Regions from separate parts of the Mus musculus genome. Here all the other regions are linked to region 7. Evidence: chromatin contacts called from public Hi-C, HiChIP or PLAC-seq, Micro-C and promoter capture Hi-C data. All regions are on one chromosome and are shown on one strand. The core of a region is the stretch at or near the end of the contact, and the rest is flanking DNA. Distances in the headings are between cores, read along the strand shown. Region 1 has its middle 94 kb from the start of Gm52291. Region 2 has its middle 12 kb from the start of Gm52291. Region 3 holds the start of Fer (fer (fms/fps related) protein kinase). Region 4 has its middle 170 kb from the start of Gm25800. Region 5 has its middle 17 kb from the start of Gm52291. Region 6 has its middle 51 kb from the start of Gm52291. Region 7 holds the start of Efna5 (ephrin A5).

Region 1 (2,700 bases), core at 37-2,536, 730 kb after region 7:
CTACACATCTCTTCCAGCATGTCATTTATTTTATTAACCTAGGTTTCTTCTGGGGGGACTGGTATATGATAAACCTCAAAATAGTCTTGATTTGCATTTCTCTGATGATCAAGGATGTTTAAATGTTTCTTCAAGTGTTTCTCAGCTGTTAGTGTTTGTCTTTAAAGAACTCTTTGCTTGGATCTGTGCTCTATTATTAATTGGTTGTTTCCTTGATGTTAGTATTTAAAAATTGTTTGTATACTTTAGATTCTAGCTCTCTATTGAATGAATAATTGGTACAGATCTTTTTCCCTCTATAGCCTGAAGCTTTTGTCAAAATGGTGATATCCTTTGCCATACAGAGTCAGAAAGAGTATCTGGTTACAGCTTGGAAAAGAAAGGACACAGGAAAAATGTATCCCACCATCATTGTTACTCTACTCACCAAAATTACTTGACTAATATCCTCACAGACTAATATCAATATTCATACCAAAAGAACTTATTTTATTTCCAGAAACGTTGATTTTTTTTTTTTTTTTTTTTTTTTTTTTTTTTTAGAAATCAGTTACTTTATGTTGGTAGGAACAGGAAGTGGGAAATACTCGTTTTATATTAAGTTGCTAAAGAATCAATGATATTGCTTGAATGTAGCCCTCCAATAGCCTATGTTGGAACTTAAACCCCAGTTGAGAAGGAAGTTACCAGAGGGACTTCCGGGGCTGGTTAATTCATAATGACCTTCATTACTGGATAGTGTTTTAAGAGAGGCATGTGGCTGAGTTCAGCCTGTTGTTTTTCTCTTGTGACCTTGTGTCTCTACCTTCTAACACAAGATGACAAGCTAGCAAGATATTCTCCTTGTGGCAGTGATCTTGAACATCCAGTCCCCAGAATTGTGAGAAATAAATCTCTATTCTTTATAACTTACTTAGTCTGTGCTGTTCTAGAGACAGGCATCAGAGCTGACTCTTCTGTGACATGTAGCTAAGGCTGAGAAGAACCAGAATGGCAGGGCTTCTCCACACACTTCAAAATAATGAAAAACAGTTATTGGGAAAATGTCATGTACCCGCAGCTCACTCTACATGATGCTTCTAATCTTATTTGTACAAGTAAAGACAAAAATTCACTAACAACCTATATTGTCTCTTTTTTTTGGTTACGATTTAGTATTGATTACTGTGCAGGCGGGTTTAAAAGAAACTCAGAATGGTTTTAATTACAAGCACGGACCCAGACGTAATTGGCAGAATGAAGAGATATCGGTAAGAAGGTATAACAAAACCACAATATGTTAGTTGATTGGCTAGAGTAGTGAAAATGAAGAAATCAGAGAGAGAGAGAGAGAGAGAGAGAGAGAGAGAGAGAGAGAGAGAGAGAGGACTCTGTTAAAAATTCAGCTTTCCCTTCTCCCTTCACAGAGCCTTTCAGTGGCACCTCTATTATCTCAGTACACATCAGTACTGACTCAATAAATGCCTAACTGGAAAATTAAATTGAATGAATCACAGAAGAAGAATTAGCAGCACGTGGTTTCCTCACTCAACCATAGAAGGAGGCTGCCTCCCCAAATATATCTAAGTATGTCATGAGGGTTATTGGAATGATACTAGTCCAATGGATGCTAATATTTTTCCATTGGTACAGTTTTCAAACAACAATTATAGTTTATCTAAGTGATACCTTCTTGCACTGATGGCTTTTATATTGTAAAGAATGTACATCCCTGAAATAAAGAGTCAGAAACCTCATTTTGCAATTTTCTTGTTCCTCATTGGTCATTTATATCTCCACTATCTCACTTTTTTTTCCTGGGATGAAAATTGCTTTCTTGGGTCATGCTGTTATTAATATTATTTTTTAAAAAAATAATTGAATTTAACACCAAAGTCAGTTGGGAAAATAACCAAAATGAAAATGATAATTCTCTGTATGTAATCTTCAAAAAGTGAAATAAAATACAGTGTTCTTTCCTTAGTTCAAAATTTGCTTTGGTATTGTGTGCTTATTAATGGTATAATATAGCAAAAGTGGGGCTTGCTGAGGTATTACTGTCTAAGAGAATGCTTCATTATGAAATATACTACAAAGATAAGAAGTACTTCTTTAGATATATTTAGTTTTCCTTTTTTCCCCAAGCTTAGTGTTTTTTCAGCTACAAAATTCTTTCCTCTAATAAATTAATGTAGTACTTTGTTATAAAAATAAGTGTTTCAAACTGTTGATTATCATTTTCCCTTTTTCTGCCTTGTGTTTCCTGTGACATTCTCTGAAAAGCATCCCTCCCTCCTTTTCCATGTAACTTGATAAGTCATAAACAGCCTATATTGAGATAAATAATTATAATCTCCATTTTGTACAACTAATGCAATTTTTGTATCCTTATAAAAATGAATATTAGACTTTTAATTAATCATTAAAGTTTGTTGAAAGTACAATAGGTTTTTGTTTGTTTGTTTGTTTGTTTTTTATCAAATTCTTGATCTGCAAATGGTAATAATGGGGAAAAAGGACTTTGGTTATAGTTTTACCTGTATTGGTACGATGACACGGGAAACACTGGACTTATGAGCTACTAGACATTATTGCTTTGAATACATAAGTAGAGAAAATGTTATTAACCTGTATTTTTAAATCTATTGTCTGAGAATTCCATGTATGTGTGCAATGTGTTTTGATAAAATCCAAGCATGGCCTCCTTCCCTACCTCTCCTA
Region 2 (2,700 bases), core at 158-2,657, 830 kb after region 7:
TGTCTTAAGTTTCAGCAATTGTTTCTTCTTTGCTTTCAGGTCATCTTTCTGTCTATGTCACTTGCACATATGGAATATGGAATGTGGTCCTTGACTTTCTGCAACTACCTTCTTTTACTTAATGTATTGACTGTGAGTAACATCCATTGAGGGCACCTTCACTGTTGTGAGTAGATTTTAGTAAACGAGTATGTTGATAATATCTTGGATACACATTGATTAGGATTCCTTTATACAGATTGTTAGGAGTGGTCTAGCTGGATCTCAGGGTCACTGCTTTGTTACTGGGTTTTGGGAACTTCCTAATTTCCCTGGTGGTTTTACTAATTTACATTCCCAAGCAATGGTTTCCTTTTCTTTCTGTTCATACATTTACCTGCTTTTGTTATATTTTATTTAATAATGGTCATTTTGACTGAGCCATATCTTGATTATTTTCCTATGGCTGTGATAAAAGCAAGGGTACTTATTGAAAACAAGTGCATTTGGTCTTATGTTTCTCATGGATTAGAATCCATGATGGCATCACTGTGAAGGTGGTGTGCTTGGAGTAGCAGCTGGGAGCCAATTCAAAATGCCCCGAGTGAGTCTTTAACCTGGCAAAGCTTATCCCCAGTGACATAATTCCTCCAACAAGACCACTCCTCTCAAACCTCCCAAATATCTTTAACAACTGTGAACCAAAAATTCAAAGGCCTGAGAGTATGCAGGACATCTTATTTAAATTACTCTGGTGTGAGATGGAGTCTCCCTCTGGCTCTAAATCTCATGGTCTTAAATATGTAAAGGTGTGGAAGATTTACTTTTCATAAACTTCTTGGCAATTAGAACATCTTTTAAGAACTTTTCAAATCATTTTTTATGTATTAACTGAATTAATTTTTTGAGTTCTTAATATATTCTGAATAATATTTTTATCCAAAAATGGGCTGCAAAGACAGTTGTCTAATTCTGCAGGATATCTTGTGTTCAACTGATTATTTTCTGGTGCTGAAGGTTTTTGTATTGATGTAGTCATGTATATCAAAGGTTACTATTCATTCTTTGAGTTTATTCTTCTCTCATACATGACATCCTGCCCAGTTTTCCTTCCCCCTCCATGCTTTCCAGTTGTCCCTCCACCTCCCATCTCCCCCAGTTCTTATAATATTTGTGTCCAATTGAGAAAGGTGTTACATGTCACATTTTAATGTATATCTCCTACTTTAGTATAGCACTTTAAAGTTTTTATTAAACATGTTTGATTCATTTGGATTGTTTTCTGTACGCATTGAATTGTTGGAATCGATCCCCAGTCTTCTCATGTGGATACCCAGTTTTCAGAGCATTGTTTTAGTAGACTGCATTTCCTCCAGTGTGTGTTCTGGGTACCATTGTCTGAATTAGTTGCCTGTAGGTATGCAGATTTCTGTCTGAGAGCTCCATTTCTTTTACATTGGCCCGTTTTCATGCTAATACCAGACTGCTCACTATGACTCCATAGTATATTTTAAATGGGTTGTTGTCAGACTTCTGGCACTGTCCCCTTGCTTAAGGATAATTCAACTGTGAGGGGTCTTCTGTGTTTGCATATGAATCTCAGAAATATATTCTTCAGTTCTGTTAGAGTGCCGTTGATGTTTTTTAAAGCTTTGCTTAATATATAGAAAAATTTTAGTCATCTGGGCATTTTAAACAAATTTAAATTCTCTCTATCCATGGACAAGAGTGTTCTTTCTGCCTTCCAGGAAATGACTCATTTAACTTCACTCTTTGAGGCTTTCTGCTTTTTATTGCACTGTTTTCTTTTCCTAGTTAAGTGTATCAAAGGTCTTAACTTTGTTGTTGCTATTAGTTTTTCATTTGTTTGTTTAATTTTTTAAGGCCATTATGAATGGGGCTGACTTTTGTTGTTGTCGTTTTGTTTTGATTTTTTTTATTTTATTATTATTTTTTTTTAATCACATTTTGAGGGAATTCAGTGCCAGTGTGTAGAAACCTACTGGGTTTTGTATGTCGGGGGTGTATTTTGCTTTATTGAATTTCTCAGTTGAGATTCTCTGGCTGGAACCTAGGATTCTGTACGCACAGTTGGATCAGTGTTCTCTGAACACCAAGATTCAGATTCCTCCTATCCTATTTGTGACCCACCTCCCCCACCGGTATGGTATTCCTGGTTGTCCCCTGGTTTCTCTGGTTGAAATATCAAACACTGTAATGAGTAACAGTTCAGAGGGAACACCCTTGCCTTTGTCCTATTTATGCAGAGAATGCTTTTGGGTTTTTGTTTGTTTGTTTGTTTGTTTTGTTTTTTTTCTATATGGATGCTGATCATTTGTGATTTTAAAATCAGGAGACATTGTAGATTTTCAAATATCTGGTTTGAAAAGTTTTTCTAAGCAATTAAGTAAAAGCTGCATTTCAATAATGCTTGAGTATATTGAACATTTTAAAGTTCGAGTTGGGGATATCAGAGCATATTTTCTTGATTTACTTTCTATGTTTGCAGGGAAAGCACCTGGAAATCATTGTGAAGATGACTCATTAAGATCTGTCTCTGAGGAATTTTAAAGGTACTGTTTGGGGAGATAGAGATTTGGTTTATCTCAGAAGTTTCTTTATTATTATTGAGATAGTTGATGTTGGTATTGACACATAGGAAATATCTTTGAGTTTATAAACCACGTAAACCTCAGGTGGTAAATTATTCCAATTTATTCA
Region 3 (2,700 bases), core at 36-2,535, 980 kb before region 7:
GTATTTTGCAATACTTTTCCTTTAAACCTGTTCTTATTTCACAGATGGACTGCAAAGTATTTTTTAGATGTTAACCACTAAAATACTGTGGGCCTTATCTTTAGATTCTCTGACATCAGACGTTTATATACGGTGACTTCAGGTTGAGAAGGTTCTTTCTGAAAAATGCCTGAAAACTCCTGTACATGTTGGAGTAGCATATGTTAGGGTGACCGTGAGACCATTGTGAATATATACAGCTTCTTCCGAAGTAAAAGTATCAAAAGCCTCATTGCTCTTACGTCATAAGATATTGAAAATGAAAGGCTGCCCGAACAAACTGAAATTGCAATGGCATGCCCAACAAAAATCACAAATGCACAGAGTTCCAAGCGACCACCTCATGGAAACTTAATTGTTCAAAGGAGCCCTAGCTCTTACCAAAACTAATCTCATGAACTCCTTTCGGAGGGCTGATCTTAAGAGGAGTCCAAGGAAGACACAAAGGTGCCTCCAAATACCTCAGACCCCTAAAAAGCCCTTAGGGAAAAAATCACCCCTGACAAGTCCAGATGCCTCCAGAAGTCTCCCTGGGCCGGACTTCTGAAAGGCTGCCCTGAACCAAAGGGGCAGTGGGACGTGAAGCTGAAGCGAGGCGACACAGGGTCAGAGGGTCCTGATGAAAGGGGCTGCGGGAACTCTCGGGGCTGGGTGCCACAGGAGAGGGCGGCGACGGGTGAGGAGACCAGAAGGGGTGTGGGCACCGTGGGCGAGCGTCGGAGGAGCGCAAGAAGGGAAAGGGTGCGGGCTCCCCACCGCAGCAGCTCCCAACCCCGCCCCACGCCCCGCACACCCGCGACCCGCGACGGGGCGGGGCCAAGCGCCCGCCACGGCCGGCACCGCCCCCTCAGCCTCCGGGTCCCGGGCGGGTAGGAGGGGCGGGCCTGGCGGGCCGGGTGAGCAGCCCGGACCCAAGCCCAACCCGGAACGTTCCGTCGCGCGGGTAGGATGAGGCGAGTGTGACCCCGCAGCCCCGGCAGGGGACCGAGCTGGCTGAGGGCAGAGGAAGCGCCTCCGCACAGCCCGCGTCCGCTGGGCCAAAAGCCCGGCGCCCCCCTGCAGGCGGGAACGGTTACCCCCGCGCTGCGCTCGCCTTCCGGCCTCCTTCCCACCTCCCGGGGCGTTGCCCCGGGCAACGGTGCCTACGGACGGCGGCGTGAAACGCACCTACCTAGAACCTGACAAGCAGAAGCCCCTCAGACCCGGGAGCCAGTCGCCACCCGGCGTCACGGGGACTGCTCCAGCCAATAGGCGCCACCGTTGCGAGGCTCGACAGCCAATCCCGCTACACTCCGGTCTCCGGGCACCCCGAGAGTTTAGCCAATGAGAAGGAGCAAGGGGCGGGCGCTGCCACCGGCCCCAACCCCCTCTTCTACAACCTCCCAGGAGGCGGGCGCGGCCCATTGGCTCGGACCCGCGAGGGGCGGAGCTCAGCGAGTGGGCGGAGGCTGGAGTTGCGGGCGTGAGGAGGCGTGGGCCGTGGCCACCGCCCTGCGTGCTGTTTCCCGTCGAAGCTTGTTCTTGCGGTCTCTCGCGTAGAAGATCCCGCTTCTCCGAGCCCAGCCGTCGGCCTGAGCGGTGGGATGGGCGCGGAGACCGAGGGAGCCTGACAGGAAACTCCGGAGACTCGCGGGGCCAAAGCCGGGAAGTAGCCTGTCCGGGTGATAAGCTGAGGCCGCCCGGAAGGGTCAGCCCCGCGGCCCTGCCGGAAAGGAGGTGTGACGAAACGTGGAGCGCCCGCGGGGGACCGGCGAGGGCCGGCTCTCCTTCCCACCCCGAGCTGGCTGTGCAGCGAACTCTACCTTCCCGCGCTCTGCTTGCGTGTGCTGTAACGTGGATTCCTTTAAATCGGCTTTGCGTTTCTGCGGTGTGCTCAGAACTGCCTTTCCCGCTCCTGTGCCTGCAGTGTCAGACGCTAACGAGCTGACATTCTCTGGAAACATGAGGATGCTCTGCAAAGAGAGCCGCGAGTCCTGGGAGCGGTCCCCTCGAAAGTACTTACCTCTAGGAAAGTCTAGAAAGCGAGGGCCTAAACTGATGTGTTCTTCCAGTGAGGGCTGTTTTCCGAAGCGCTCCTTTGCCAATTTGGTACAAAACAGGAGTAAGGTGGACCTGAACAGATCTTAGTAGGTGATCTGGAGCTCTGTGATAGGTGTTCATGGAGCGTCACTCTCGGGATTGCTGTAGCACGCTTTTTAAGGCAGTGTCCTCTTGTACGTGAGCTCAGCCACATTCACATTCGTCGCCTGCAACAAGTCTGACAGCTCCATTTCCCCTCCCACCCTTAAACCTTTGAGTTAGATTAGAGCCAAAGAAGAATTAATACTTTTTAAAATTCTAAATGGTTATTCACTTAAGTCAGTTTCAAAGACCAAGAAACCAAAACATACTTTAAGGACACAGATATCTTACAGTTGAAAATGGATGAGAGTCTCTCCCCCTTTTTCTCAGAAAACAATTATAAAGTTCTCTTGTCAGATTTATGGTCCAGGAATATCTTTTTCAAGAACGTGGAATGCACAAGAGTTGTGAATCGTTGTTAGAGCACTTGAAACCTTAGATGAACCTCAGCCAGGCTATGGGAAGCCACTAACAAACCTGGGAGTCGGTGTTTTTCTAAGTTCACAGATAGCAGAAGTTCACCTTATCACCCAGTTTCTG
Region 4 (2,700 bases), core at 18-2,517, 590 kb after region 7:
TGCCAAAATCTAAAACTTGTCTTAAATGTAGAACCCATGAGCTCTGTGGTCATTTTAGACCCTTAGCGATTGGGACATCCCTACAAAATGGTACTTTAATGCCTGGAAAAGAACAGCTATTTTGGGGATATAAATGGTTAGAAATCAAGCATGATGGAGAATCCTCTTTGCTCCATGTTAAATATTCAGTTCCTCTTGATGACCCTGTATGATTCACTTAGACCAAAATGCCTATACCCTTTTAGTAAGATAAGAGATAAACTCAAAGCATGCTTCCAGGTAATTTTACAAGAATTCATTTATAAAGAATAAATTTCTTTAGGTAATCAGAAAAAAAAATTCAGAGAGTGGAAAAAATGACATCCTGTGTGAATCTTCCTCAGTTTTCCTCAGTCTCTGTGATGGATTCCATTATCTCTGAAATGACCTTTCCAGTTCATCTCTCTTTGAAGCTAATACAATTCTTTGCCATTCTGCTATAATGAAAGTATCACACGGATAACTATCCAGCATGATCTTCCAGAAAGAGGACTAATTTGGGAAGGAGCAAAGTACTTTAATATAGCATTAAGTCCATCTTACTTCTTTTTTAATCCTGGTATAAAACTTCTGTCTGGAATAAAGCAAAGTTTGTGTGCTATGATAAATACTCAGAGCTCCCCATTCACTGTAGAAGTAATTTTTATTGATACATGCGTGGACATCTGTATATATGCTCTCCTTAAAGAACTCAGCCACAGACAAATCCAAAGGTGTAAGTCACTAGACATGCAACAGAGATCTCAGTTGAAGTTTCCTTTTGGAAACTTGAAGGCCAGCAATTCTGAAGTCTGTGGCAGTTTTCCTAGACTCAACATAATGTGTAAGCATGGTCATCCTGTCTCTACCTGCAAGAATCACCAGGATAGTTTGTGTAGAACTTAAAACACTAATTAAACGCTCTCGTTAACTGTATGGTTGTTTGAAGTGGTAGCAAAATGCAGCTACCTGTACAGGGTGGAAAGAGCTATGAATAATGAGGGCAAGCTACCTTGGACAGGCTCGAGCATGCAGAGACGTGACGTCTGTGGTGATCTACAGCATCCTCATCTGACATGCTCACATGCTGTTGTTTGTTCCAAGGAGTGCAAGAGGGTGAGATGATGACCTTTAATACAGAGATCCAAAGAGTGATGCATACATTCTTCTTCAGGCCAGACCACATGGTCTTCAGTCAGGGCCCAATTAACTGTATGAATCCATGCTTGTTCTGGAGGCTAATAAAGTTAGTGAAATTCCTTAGAAGACATAAATGGCTTTGTAAAAATGCCTTTAAGATGACACATGCATGACACAGTTGTCTGGCAGAGATTTTAATTGCCATGGTGTGGATGTAGAAATAGTTCTTCAGAGATTTGGGGTAGTTTAGCAGCATCAGGTATTTGAGCTAGAGCAATACAGGCTGAGTTCAAAATGTAAAAAATAAAACGAAAGACAACTCAATAAAACACAAGACTAACTTAGTTCCTCAGACCTACACTGTGACATTGACGGGTTTGACTATAAATATGTCCCTCTTTTCTGAATGTAGCTATTGATTAGCTCCATGGGGTTATTTAAGCATAAATCTTTCAATATCTAAGAAATGAAAGGAGAAGGTGGTATTAAAGGTGGTATTAAAAGTGTCATCAAGTCTGTAGAAAGTGAAAGCCTAATTTTTGTTTAATGTGATTGTCAAAACAACAAGAGTGCCTAGGAGGTTTCGTTCAGAACCTGACATTGTCATGTTAATGTTTGAGAACTGTACGATTTATGACCTGGAAGAGAAGAGCTTGCCTAAGCGATAAATGCTCCTTCCTCTTTTTGTTCCTTCCTGCTTTTATGCCACCCTGATTAACGTTGATTTCCTCTGACCATTCTTTTGCATGTCCTATTTCCTTCCTTCCTTTCTTCCTTCCTTCCTTCCTTCCTTCCTTCCTTCCTTCCTTCCTTCCTCCTTCCTTCCTTCTCTCTCTCTCTCTCTCTCTCTCTCTCTTTCTTTCTTTCTTTCTTTCTTTCTTTCTTTCTTTCTTTCTTTCTTTCTTTCTTTCCTCTTTTAAAAATCTTTGCATATACCCTGTACTTTGTATCCACTACTATCATGAAATAAACCAGTCAGTGGCTGGCCCTGGCTTTGTAGGGCAGCGTGTTTCCTTTGGCTGGGAGGCTACAGCTTTGGCATTTGGAGCCTCTTAAGTCAATCCCGCAGCTCTTAACTAGTGCTTTTCATCTACGACGTCCTTGACGCCGCACAGACACCCCATGCTGAATTCTTTTTGCAGAGCTTCGACCTGTCTGCTAGACTAAACAGAGACAAGGAAACAGGTAATGACAGGATTGAAACATAGTTTGGGGATCTTGGGAGGAAAAAAGAAAGCAAGTGAAAAAAATTGATGAAGAACATAGTCACCCCAAGCTTGCGTTGTCTCATCAGAACCTCTCAGTGTTTGGAACTTTTCCCAAGCCTTGCCCTATTGAGACAGAAAAGACTTATTAGATCATTGTGTCTGCTTCCCCACCTGAGCAGGAAGGAGTCTCCCATGCGGAGAACATATGGCTTGGGCTTAGATTAGCAACCAAGAATGTCAGTTGGCAGACAGATGGAAGAGAAGCAGAGGGTTGTGTGAGCCTTGCTAGCCTGGACCTCACAAATGAATTTTAAAAATTAGACTCTAGAATTTT
Region 5 (2,700 bases), core at 122-2,621, 800 kb after region 7:
GTTATTTTAGCCATTTTAATCAAATCTAACACCTCAGTGAATCATCTAGCACTGCCAATACTAAAACCGCATGTCTGACTATATTTCTGACTCATTAAACTCGTTTTAATTTCTTCGCTATCTCTGCAAACTTATTTTATCTTATTATCAACACACCCCCTCCCATTTCTTAGCTTGGGCATTGTTCCCACCATTCTTCTGATAAATCCAAATAAAATCATTTACAATCTGTTCACTGGAAGGCATTATTTTCCTCTTGCCCTGGTGTATTATGGAAGGCATTTTCTTCTTGCCCTGGTGTATTTGTGATGTAGTTATGTATGGAGAAATTACTGAAAGGCTGGCATGTAGATTCTATGTGGGCACAGAATTACACACAAAAGCACATTTCTATGAGTAGATGGTATCTAAAAAACAATACTTTCTTGGATTCTAAATACCCATAAGCCTCTGAGTTTTTTGAACACTTGGGTTGTATTTTTCAGATATTGGTATTACAAAGGATAGCATCTGTGCAAAGTTAATAGCACAGAAAACTCATTTGTGATTCGGGGAGGCAGCTCAGTGAATAAAACCTTGCTACATAAGTGTGAGTGGATCTGAAGGGCCCACATATGGCCAACTTAAGAGTCTGGGTGCACAATCTCAGAACTACAGAGACAGGAAGCAGTAACTGGAGAATCCCTTGGAGTTTCACAGACCGGCTAGTGCGTACAATGAAACAAAACAAAGAGTCCCCCATTTCATAGAACGCAGATGGTGAGCTGGGACAACAGAGGTTGTCTCCCCCCCATGCCCACATGCATGGTGTGGCACATGTTTGCAAGGACACACTGGAGCCTCACACATACATGAGCATATGCATACACAGGTAGTGAGTGAAAGAGAGAGAGAGAGAGAGAGAGAGAGAGAGAGAGAGAGAGAGAGAGACAGAGACAGAGAGACAGAGAGAGACAGAAAGAGAGACAGAAAGACACAGAGAGACACACAGAGAGAGAGAGAGTCAAAGAGATACAGACAGAGACATAGAGAAAAAGAGAGCACAGAACGGAAAGAGAGAGAAAAAACAGAGGGCGGGGGGAGGCAGAGAGAAGCAGTAGGGTGACAACGGAAGAAAGAAAATGAGTTGGAACACACATCTGGGTGCCTAGAGTCCCTTTGGAGATACCTGCAGGATTTGATTGAACTCAGTTGTCACTGGTTACTCCTTTGTGTGCAGCGCCTCTGGACTGCTTTGGTTAGATCCTGGGTACCTTCCCTTCGTTCTCTTTTTAAGAGCAATGAAAACGAGCCGCTCCTGATAGCTCGGCTTAGGCCTTGTCAGAGTGGAGTGAGTCACTCTGCAAGCTGTGTGAAAGTCTCAGCTGGCATTATTGTTCATTTTGCTCCTCAGCGGATAAGGCATGGCTGTTATGTAAAACCTTGAGAGATGTGTTAGAAACAGCATCTTGTCATATGGAAGTAAATGATGCTGAGGCTTCTTGTACATTTGATTCTCAAGGCTGTGAGGATTGGATCTTCTCCATACAAATTACGTAGAGCACAGATTTGATTTTTACTCTTTAGCTGTATCATCTAGTTGAATAAAAGTCCCTTCTAAATGCTAATATAAACGATTTTTGAAGGTATCTTGCCTGTTTTTGTTTCTTGATATAGTATAAAGATAATTTGTCTGCAGAGGAGAGGGAATTTATGAAATAGAACTTTTCCCACATCTTCCCTTGTAGGAGGAAATCACAATTAACAGACTACAATGGGCTCTTCTGGTTTCTTTGGTATTCAGAATTTAAAACTTTCAAAAAATTATTTTGGTGTGTATTTTAATGTTATTGAATAATCAATGTATCCCAGCAAGAGGAAATATAAAATACGAACATGATAATATTCAACTAACTCTTCCATTGTGGCAAAAACTAAACCTTGAATAATTGTTTTCTTTGTGAAAGAGAAAGCAGAGAAATCCAAGCATTATTACTATTGAATTATAAAACAACAAACTATCTCTTTCCCTGTGGCTTTCATCCATATAATTTACAGTGTGAATGCAGCTTTTGGTATACAAATGCTGCTATATTGAGAGAAGTGTGGAGAAGAGAATGCCTAGTTCCAATTTTCTTGCCAAACAAAGAAAACAAAATCCTTCCTCATCTTCTGTATTATGTGAGTGCCAATAACGCCTCTTTGATGGTAGCTTTGTGTTGTATTGTGTTTTGCTTTTAATTAAGATATATTGGGTAAAATAGTGCTTCATTGTATTGTGCAAAATACTAAAGCATGGGCTAATTACAGCCTTCAATAGGATTCGGTGCAGACCGCATGCTACTCTCTTATGCCCATTTTTTTTTTCTTTTAGTTTAGCTAAGTGTTGTGATGTTATATTTTCTCCTGGGATTTTCTTTTCAGTCTCTTGTCATCAAATAAAAAACAATGACCCCTCCCTTAAATGTTAATTAAATAGCTACATTACTGCTATAAAGTTGAAAAATCATTCTTATGTTTTAGAAACCAAGGTTCAATGTGTTATCCCATATGCCCTGTCTGTAAGACTTCTTTCTAGAGTGTATGCTTTTCACAGAAGGCAGAATTTAAAGTTTGCAGAAACCAGGTTGGGAGCCATACAAATATGGAAGAAATATCTCCCTCATCTTTATTTAAACCTGTTTAACCTTTTAAATTTAATCATTAAGGTGTTTTTTTTTT
Region 6 (2,700 bases), core at 132-2,631, 770 kb after region 7:
AGCATTTTGGTCACTTCAGAAAAATATATCAAGAACTCTGTTAACCTAGGCTTTAATTCAGCAGTAGGGAATTGATGAATACATTCTTATAATTATTCAAACACTATTTTTATTGAAATGATTGTAAAGCATACTTATCTATGTACATATGTTAATTTAACATTTCATCTTTATGTACATCGTTTGCTTTGTTTGAAACATGGATTATATCTGACCGTTCCAGTCATTTAACGGTTTTCAGATACATTAAGTGCATGGTGACGATTATATTTGACCTATAAATGTTGAACTCATCTGCTTCCTTTGTACCACTTGTCGCAGGACATGATGGATTATGCATAATGTGCTCCACCCATTGAATTTTGTTGTCATATTTTGTGCTTGTCAGTAGAATATGTAACATGAAATATTTATGTCTCCTGAGGAACCTTAAATATGCATCTCAGCATTTGAAGTAGACAATGTTAGTAGTAAATATTTATTAATTGCAAAGAATGACACTGGAACTTATGAGATGAACTGCACAAATAAGGAATTCCCATACTGCATGCCAACATACATATTGATGTTTAATACGTAATAAGTTTGACATCTCTGAATATAATTCTAGGCTTCTTTGCAAGAAGAATCCATAAGCATATTGAAAGATACTATTAGGGTTTTTTCCTCTGTTTTTATTTTCCCTTCTAGGGGACCTAGAGAAGTAAAAACTTTTTATCAACTTTATTCCCTTTGAATATCCATTTGAAATTATTCACTCTTATATTGAATAGCTGTTAAAAATTTAATTTCTAAGTACAGAAAAAAAAAAGTCTTTGACTATGTTCCTGACCATGTGGAACTTAGAATTTTGGGGGGAAGACATTCAAAATGAATAATACGTGGGATAATTTCTTAGAGTAATGATTTAGTAAGACCTGTTAGGGGAGATGATATTTGACTTAAGACCGGAATGATGATATCTAATTGCAAAGCCTTTTATTCTCAACGTGAACCCGATTCGATTCTTTTCTTTTTCTTCCCGTGGAGCTCCATACCAAGCAGCGTTCCTCCAGCTTTTTTCTGCCATTCCTCAGGTCCCTGTTCGGGGCGCCAGATTGTTGCAACCGGCCAGTGGCTCACATGGACAGGGTACACCCAAGTGGCAGACGGGAGCTGAAAGAGAGGGGAATTAGGCGGTCGAGAGAAAAATGGAGCTAAGTCAAGGTTCCTGATCAAAGCTCAAATGTTTAATGGCAAATGCACTTATAAAGGTGGTGGGGGGAGGCCCATTCCTGCCAATTCATCCTTGGAGCCTGGAACCAGCTGCAGGTGAGGATGTGCAGGATAGGGTGTAGTCTCCGAAATAGCTCCTTGGCCTCCCAGCAGGTAACAGTATCTTGAAGGGGAATAGTGGCAGTGGCTGAACAATAGAGTGATCTAGGGAGGAAGGCTCCACCCTAGGTAATATCCTTAGTGGCAGCAAGGTCAAGGTCTGGCTCAGTCTGCTTCAGGCTAGGGGGAGGTTACATCTAATAACCATAAAAATCAGGCACACACTTACTTTGGAGTCCATGGAAGACAGATAGGACTTTGTGGTGACTAATTGCACTGCCTCAGTTGCCAATTGTGGAGTTAGTACTTTGTATTGAACATAGTCCTCTGGTGATTAGGGAATAGAAAACATTAACCAGTGGCTATTTCTGATCTTAGTTTCCAATCTAGACACACCAGACATTAAATCTGTAGATGGTATCCTTTATTTTGAGGCAGCGCTCTGCATGTTAAAATAAATATGCAATCATATCATAGTTGAGTATAAGATATTCAATTTCATGATACATTTATTTATTTTTATTACCTGGGACTACTACAATTCCTTCTAGGTGATTACTTGTACCCTTTGTATTCTAATGTATTTCTTTTATCAATACTTTAAAAATAATTTAATTTACAGTAAATTAAATACTTTTAAAAAGTCAACTCAAGGACTGGTATTAATCCCATAGTCACATGTCTGAAGTTGTCTATTTTCTTCACTTGGTCTTAGAATGCTCTCACAACACTACAGTTCTTGTAAGTCTGGCAAGGTCCATTTACATATGTTCATGCTGTCTCTTTCTGCCTTAACCCATGGCTTATGAAAGTTCTTGTTTATGACACGTTCCATTTCTCTTTTTGTTTATGATATATTTCACTTAAAAGTCTAGGACTATCCTACTCCTTCTAGAATAGTCTTATCTGAATTACTTCAGTCTCAATAAGACTGCATATGGACTCAATAAGACTTAAAAGTATATAAAGTATCATAGCATATATTATGATTTATACATTGTTATCAAATTAAATGTTTTGTTTAGTTTGCTTCAGGGTTTTTAAAACAATGAATGCACTATAGAAACATTTCAATTCTGTCAGGTGTTATTTCTCTGTCTTTCTCCCAAACTCCAAATCAACAACTATTATGAACTTGGCCCTTTCCTTCCTGTGACTTTCTTCTAAACCACCCTTTGCAATGTAATTGTAATCTTTATCTGAATTTGGAAAACGAAAGCTGGTAAAATTTATGGAACAAAAAATAGACTATTACCTGAACAGAGATTCATAGAAAATGTATGAAATTTATTAATCATAATTTAAATAGTGATAATTTATATTTTAAATATTTCTATGGCTTTGTATTATTTTTATATATTTTAAATTCATATAAATGGACTCACA
Region 7 (2,700 bases), core at 131-2,630:
TTTTCCCCTCCTTTCTACTTCTCGCCAGTCTTCCCAACCTCTCCAGGCTGCTCGCGCCGCTGCACTCAAGTTTATTTTCCCGCCTGGGCAGAGGTTTTAGGATTCGGTCGGTGGCTTTCACCTCTCGTTACTGCTGTGCCTAAGGAGGGAAGGAGGAGGCAGCTCCGGATCGGGAAGGTTTTCTGATGTAGTCATCGGGGAGGTGCCAGCAGCTCGCGTGTGCTCCCTCTCCCTTTTTCCCTCCCGGTTTCAAACTGATTGATGAATCTCTACAAGTTGCTGGGGTTGGGGCCGGAGAGGTCCGAGTCCCAGGGACACTTCTGAGAGCTCCCCCCCGGGGCTCTGGGCACGCCGTGCGGGGGTTCAGCCTCTCTCCCGGAAGGCGAACGGAGACTGTCATCAGCCCATCCCGGACTTGGAGGGCTCCATCCGAAAGTGATTGTTTCCCCTCTCGCTTCTCAGCCCGGCAGTTGGCTTGGCGTCGCCCTGCAGGTTTGGGCATCCCGGCCCCGCCTGGCTGGCTGGTTCACAACCTCTGCTCTTCATTCACTCCGCGGCACCCACACCCGGCCAAGACAAGCTAGCAGGAGAAATCCCCGACTCAGCCAGCGCCCGGGGGTGCCATCTCGCTCTGCCTCTGCGGTCGGACTCCTTTGGGGACCTGCTGGAAGACGTGAAGAGCCAAACTTTTCTTGGAGCCTTTTCCGAAGCAAGACCCGCTCCTCCTCTCCTCGCCTGAGCGCTCGGCTGCGGCTTTGGGCAGTTCCAGGACTCCGGCAGAGCCGGGCTTGCGGATCCAGATCGCCACTCTTCTCTGCGCACCTCCGGGTACCGCAGTCCACAGGACTCCTGCGAGCCTTGCGGGGGGTCGCCTGGCCAAGGCACAGAAGGGAGGCTCCGGACTGCTTCCAGCCTCCTGGGGACACCAGTGTGAGGACGCCCCCCCCCCCGCCCCCCTCCACACAGCGCCCTCCTCCTGCAGTTTCTCTCCGGCCGCCAAAGTAACTTGGAACAAAGCGGGGCGCACGGTGAGGGCCCAGCGCGGCGGAGGAAGCCCGTGCAGACCGCGGCGCCGACACTGAGCCGGGCCCGGCGGGCCGGTGTATGTCTCCCCGCAGCCGCGGCGCTCAACTCCCCGTGACTGTGCAGCGCGCGCCGCCGCCTGCCCCGACCCGCGCTGCCGCCGCCCGGCCCCGCACGCACCTCCCTCTCCCGGGGTGACCGGCTTGCAGCCGCCGCCCGAGACACAGCTCCGCACCCCTACCCCCGCCCTCGCCGCCGCCACCGCACACACGCACGCGTCTCTCCGTCTTGTGATTCTTCTCCCCTCCCGAGCCCTTCAGTGGGGGTGCGAGTTTGTCCCCCCGCCCCAGCCACTGCCTCCTTCTTCTCTCTCTCCTCTTCCTCTTCCTCCCGCGCTCGCCGCGCGCCTCTCGCCCCTTCATCGTATTTATTCCTATTTATTTGGCGTCCGCTCTCTTCGTCTGCCCCTCTCCCTCCCTCCCCCTGGATCCCCGATCTCTCCCCGGAGTGGCGCGTCGGGGGCTCCGCCGCTGGCTAGGCGTGATGTTGCACGTGGAGATGTTGACGCTGCTCTTTCTGGTGCTCTGGATGTGTGTGTTCAGCCAGGACCCGGGCTCCAAAGTCGTCGCCGACCGCTACGCCGTCTACTGGAACAGCAGCAACCCCAGGTAAGGTGGCCGGGGCGGGGGCGCCAAAAGCTCGGGCTCCGCGGGCCTGGGCCGGGAGCAGGGGACACGGCGGCCGGGAGCGGCGCGCACCAGCCGCAGGCAGCGCGCGCCCTCGGAGCCTGCGTCGCCAGACGCCGCTGGCCGCCCGGCGCCGGCGGGAAGCGCTCGCTCCGCGCCGCTCTTTGTTAAGCCAGGGCGGCAGGGCCGGCGGCTGCTAGCAATCCCCAGGGCTGCGCGGAGCCGCTGCCTCCGACCGGGTGCGGGGAAGACACGGGAATGGGCGGGAGCCCCGGACCCGGGCCATCGCTTCCCAGTCGGGGAGATTGGCCCGCACCTCCGGATCCCGGCTTAGAGCTTGGGTGCTGGTAGCCTCGGGTGCGTACTGCCAAGAGGTCCTCCCTGGAGCCTGGGGGGCGCGGGGCTGAGGCCGGGATCCTGATAGATAGCATCAAAGTTTTCTTTTTTTTTTAATTTTAAAATTTTTACTTAAACATAATGCCTTCTTTTACCTCCTTGCGCGCATAGAGAGAGCGCGTACCGGTTAGAGGGAAGCAAAGGGGGGTTGGAGGGATGGGTGAGTGGAAAGCGGAAGCTTTAGGGTTTAATGTTCTTTTTAACTGCGAGATAACTGTTAGGTGACCCCCCCCCCCCCCACACACACACCGCCAAGTCGGTCTAGGCCCATCGCGCTTGGCCCTGGAAAGGATTCTCCCAGCTCGGGCACCCTCCTTTCCCCCCCAGTGGGCTTAAGGTGCCAGAAAGTTTGATCGAATGCCGGGTTACGTCACGAGTGCAGAGCGAGCCGCTGGAGTTGGCAAGCCGGAAGGTGGGAGCCTTCGCCCCGGGGCCTGGCGCTGTGCAGCTGGAGGGACGCGCGTGGTTACCTGCGACAGCGTCTAGGCGACCCCAAAGCCTGCGGGCTTGGCGGGAGGCTGGAAGCGGGCGCCGGGGACTTCCTTAGCGCACGCTCTGGGCCCTAGCTTGCCGCAGCCACCCTGCGATCCTGGAC

What was found. Promoter capture Hi-C pulls out the DNA fragments that hold promoters and counts their contacts. Hi-C and Micro-C count contacts between places; a contact is called where the count stands out from the background. HiChIP or PLAC-seq counts read pairs in DNA pulled down with a chosen protein or histone mark.
Region 1: a contact with region 7 is called in a Hi-C map of the N1E-115 cell line, with 10 times the contacts expected there. The contact joins the enhancer-like site here to the promoter of Efna5 in region 7. A contact is called at or near these places in 5 of 39 promoter capture datasets (the 3T3-L1 cell line, the SN4741 cell line, hippocampal neurons and 2 more), 2 of 484 Hi-C or Micro-C datasets (the N1E-115 cell line and liver) and 8 of 115 datasets of contacts at active chromatin or transcription factors (the 230-238 cell line, astrocytes, cardiomyocytes and 5 more).
Region 2: an H3K27ac HiChIP or PLAC-seq map of embryonic stem cells shows a contact between it and region 7, with 4 times the contacts expected there. The contact joins the enhancer-like site here to the promoter of Efna5 in region 7. A contact is called at or near these places in 5 of 39 promoter capture datasets (the 3T3-L1 cell line, embryonic stem cells, liver and 2 more), 2 of 484 Hi-C or Micro-C datasets (embryonic fibroblasts and uterus) and 11 of 115 datasets of contacts at active chromatin or transcription factors (the NIH/3T3 cell line, T-cell acute lymphoblastic leukemia, astrocytes and 6 more).
Region 3: a Micro-C map of embryonic stem cells shows a contact between it and region 7, with 4 times the contacts expected there. The contact joins the promoter of Fer here to the promoter of Efna5 in region 7. A contact is called at or near these places in 1 of 39 promoter capture datasets (pre-B cells) and 3 of 484 Hi-C or Micro-C datasets (all in embryonic stem cells).
Region 4: a Hi-C map of tail fibroblasts shows a contact between it and region 7, with 5 times the contacts expected there. The contact joins the enhancer-like site here to the promoter of Efna5 in region 7. A contact is called at or near these places in 8 of 39 promoter capture datasets (the 3T3-L1 cell line, 3T3-L1-derived adipocytes, hippocampal neurons and 3 more), 1 of 15 datasets of contacts at CTCF or cohesin (the NIH/3T3 cell line), 4 of 484 Hi-C or Micro-C datasets (adipose-derived mesenchymal stem cells, brown adipocytes, cranial neural crest and 1 more) and 12 of 115 datasets of contacts at active chromatin or transcription factors (the NIH/3T3 cell line, astrocytes, a colorectal cancer cell line and 8 more).
Region 5: a contact with region 7 is called in an H3K4me3 HiChIP or PLAC-seq map of forebrain, with 5 times the contacts expected there. The contact joins the enhancer-like site here to the promoter of Efna5 in region 7. A contact is called at or near these places in 3 of 39 promoter capture datasets (liver and second pharyngeal arch cranial neural crest), 1 of 15 datasets of contacts at CTCF or cohesin (the NIH/3T3 cell line), 1 of 484 Hi-C or Micro-C datasets (cerebral cortex) and 10 of 115 datasets of contacts at active chromatin or transcription factors (the NIH/3T3 cell line, astrocytes, craniofacial prominence and 7 more).
Region 6: a contact with region 7 is called in a promoter capture Hi-C map of embryonic stem cells, with 4 times the contacts expected there. The contact joins the enhancer-like site here to the promoter of Efna5 in region 7. A contact is called at or near these places in 7 of 39 promoter capture datasets (the 3T3-L1 cell line, the SN4741 cell line, embryonic stem cells and 3 more), 1 of 15 datasets of contacts at CTCF or cohesin (the NIH/3T3 cell line), 1 of 484 Hi-C or Micro-C datasets (embryonic stem cells) and 10 of 115 datasets of contacts at active chromatin or transcription factors (the 230-238 cell line, the NIH/3T3 cell line, T-cell acute lymphoblastic leukemia and 7 more).

The regions. Positions count from the first base shown.
Region 1 is chr17:62,154,012-62,156,711 of GRCm38.p6, reverse strand. No RefSeq gene overlaps it. Among named protein-coding and RNA genes, the nearest start is that of Gm52291, 94 kb to the right of the region's middle. Within about 2 kb of position 1,286, at least 1 of the 459 cell types and tissues checked has an H3K27ac peak or open chromatin away from gene starts, as enhancers often do. A contact at or near this core is called in the N1E-115 cell line, where this site is marked.
Region 2 is chr17:62,047,893-62,050,592 of GRCm38.p6, reverse strand. No RefSeq gene overlaps it. Among named protein-coding and RNA genes, the nearest start is that of Gm52291, 12 kb to the left of the region's middle. Within about 2 kb of position 1,407, at least 4 of the 459 cell types and tissues checked have an H3K27ac peak or open chromatin away from gene starts, as enhancers often do. A contact at or near this core is called in embryonic stem cells, where this site is marked.
Region 3 is chr17:63,862,566-63,865,265 of GRCm38.p6, reverse strand. Fer (fer (fms/fps related) protein kinase) reads right to left here and starts at 1,285. Exons shown (of 19, transcript NM_001037997.3): 1 at 1,211-1,285.
Region 4 is chr17:62,286,433-62,289,132 of GRCm38.p6, reverse strand. No RefSeq gene overlaps it. Among named protein-coding and RNA genes, the nearest start is that of Gm25800, 170 kb to the left of the region's middle. Within about 2 kb of position 1,267, at least 23 of the 459 cell types and tissues checked have an H3K27ac peak or open chromatin away from gene starts, as enhancers often do. A contact at or near this core is called in adipose-derived mesenchymal stem cells and tail fibroblasts, where this site is marked.
Region 5 is chr17:62,076,457-62,079,156 of GRCm38.p6, reverse strand. No RefSeq gene overlaps it. Among named protein-coding and RNA genes, the nearest start is that of Gm52291, 17 kb to the right of the region's middle. Within about 2 kb of position 1,371, at least 15 of the 459 cell types and tissues checked have an H3K27ac peak or open chromatin away from gene starts, as enhancers often do. A contact at or near this core is called in forebrain, where this site is marked.
Region 6 is chr17:62,110,577-62,113,276 of GRCm38.p6, reverse strand. No RefSeq gene overlaps it. Among named protein-coding and RNA genes, the nearest start is that of Gm52291, 51 kb to the right of the region's middle. Within about 2 kb of position 1,381, at least 2 of the 459 cell types and tissues checked have an H3K27ac peak or open chromatin away from gene starts, as enhancers often do. A contact at or near this core is called in embryonic stem cells, where this site is marked.
Region 7 is chr17:62,879,997-62,882,696 of GRCm38.p6, reverse strand. Efna5 (ephrin A5) reads left to right here and starts at 1,380. Exons shown (of 5, transcript NM_207654.2): 1 at 1,380-1,691. The coding sequence starts at 1,567.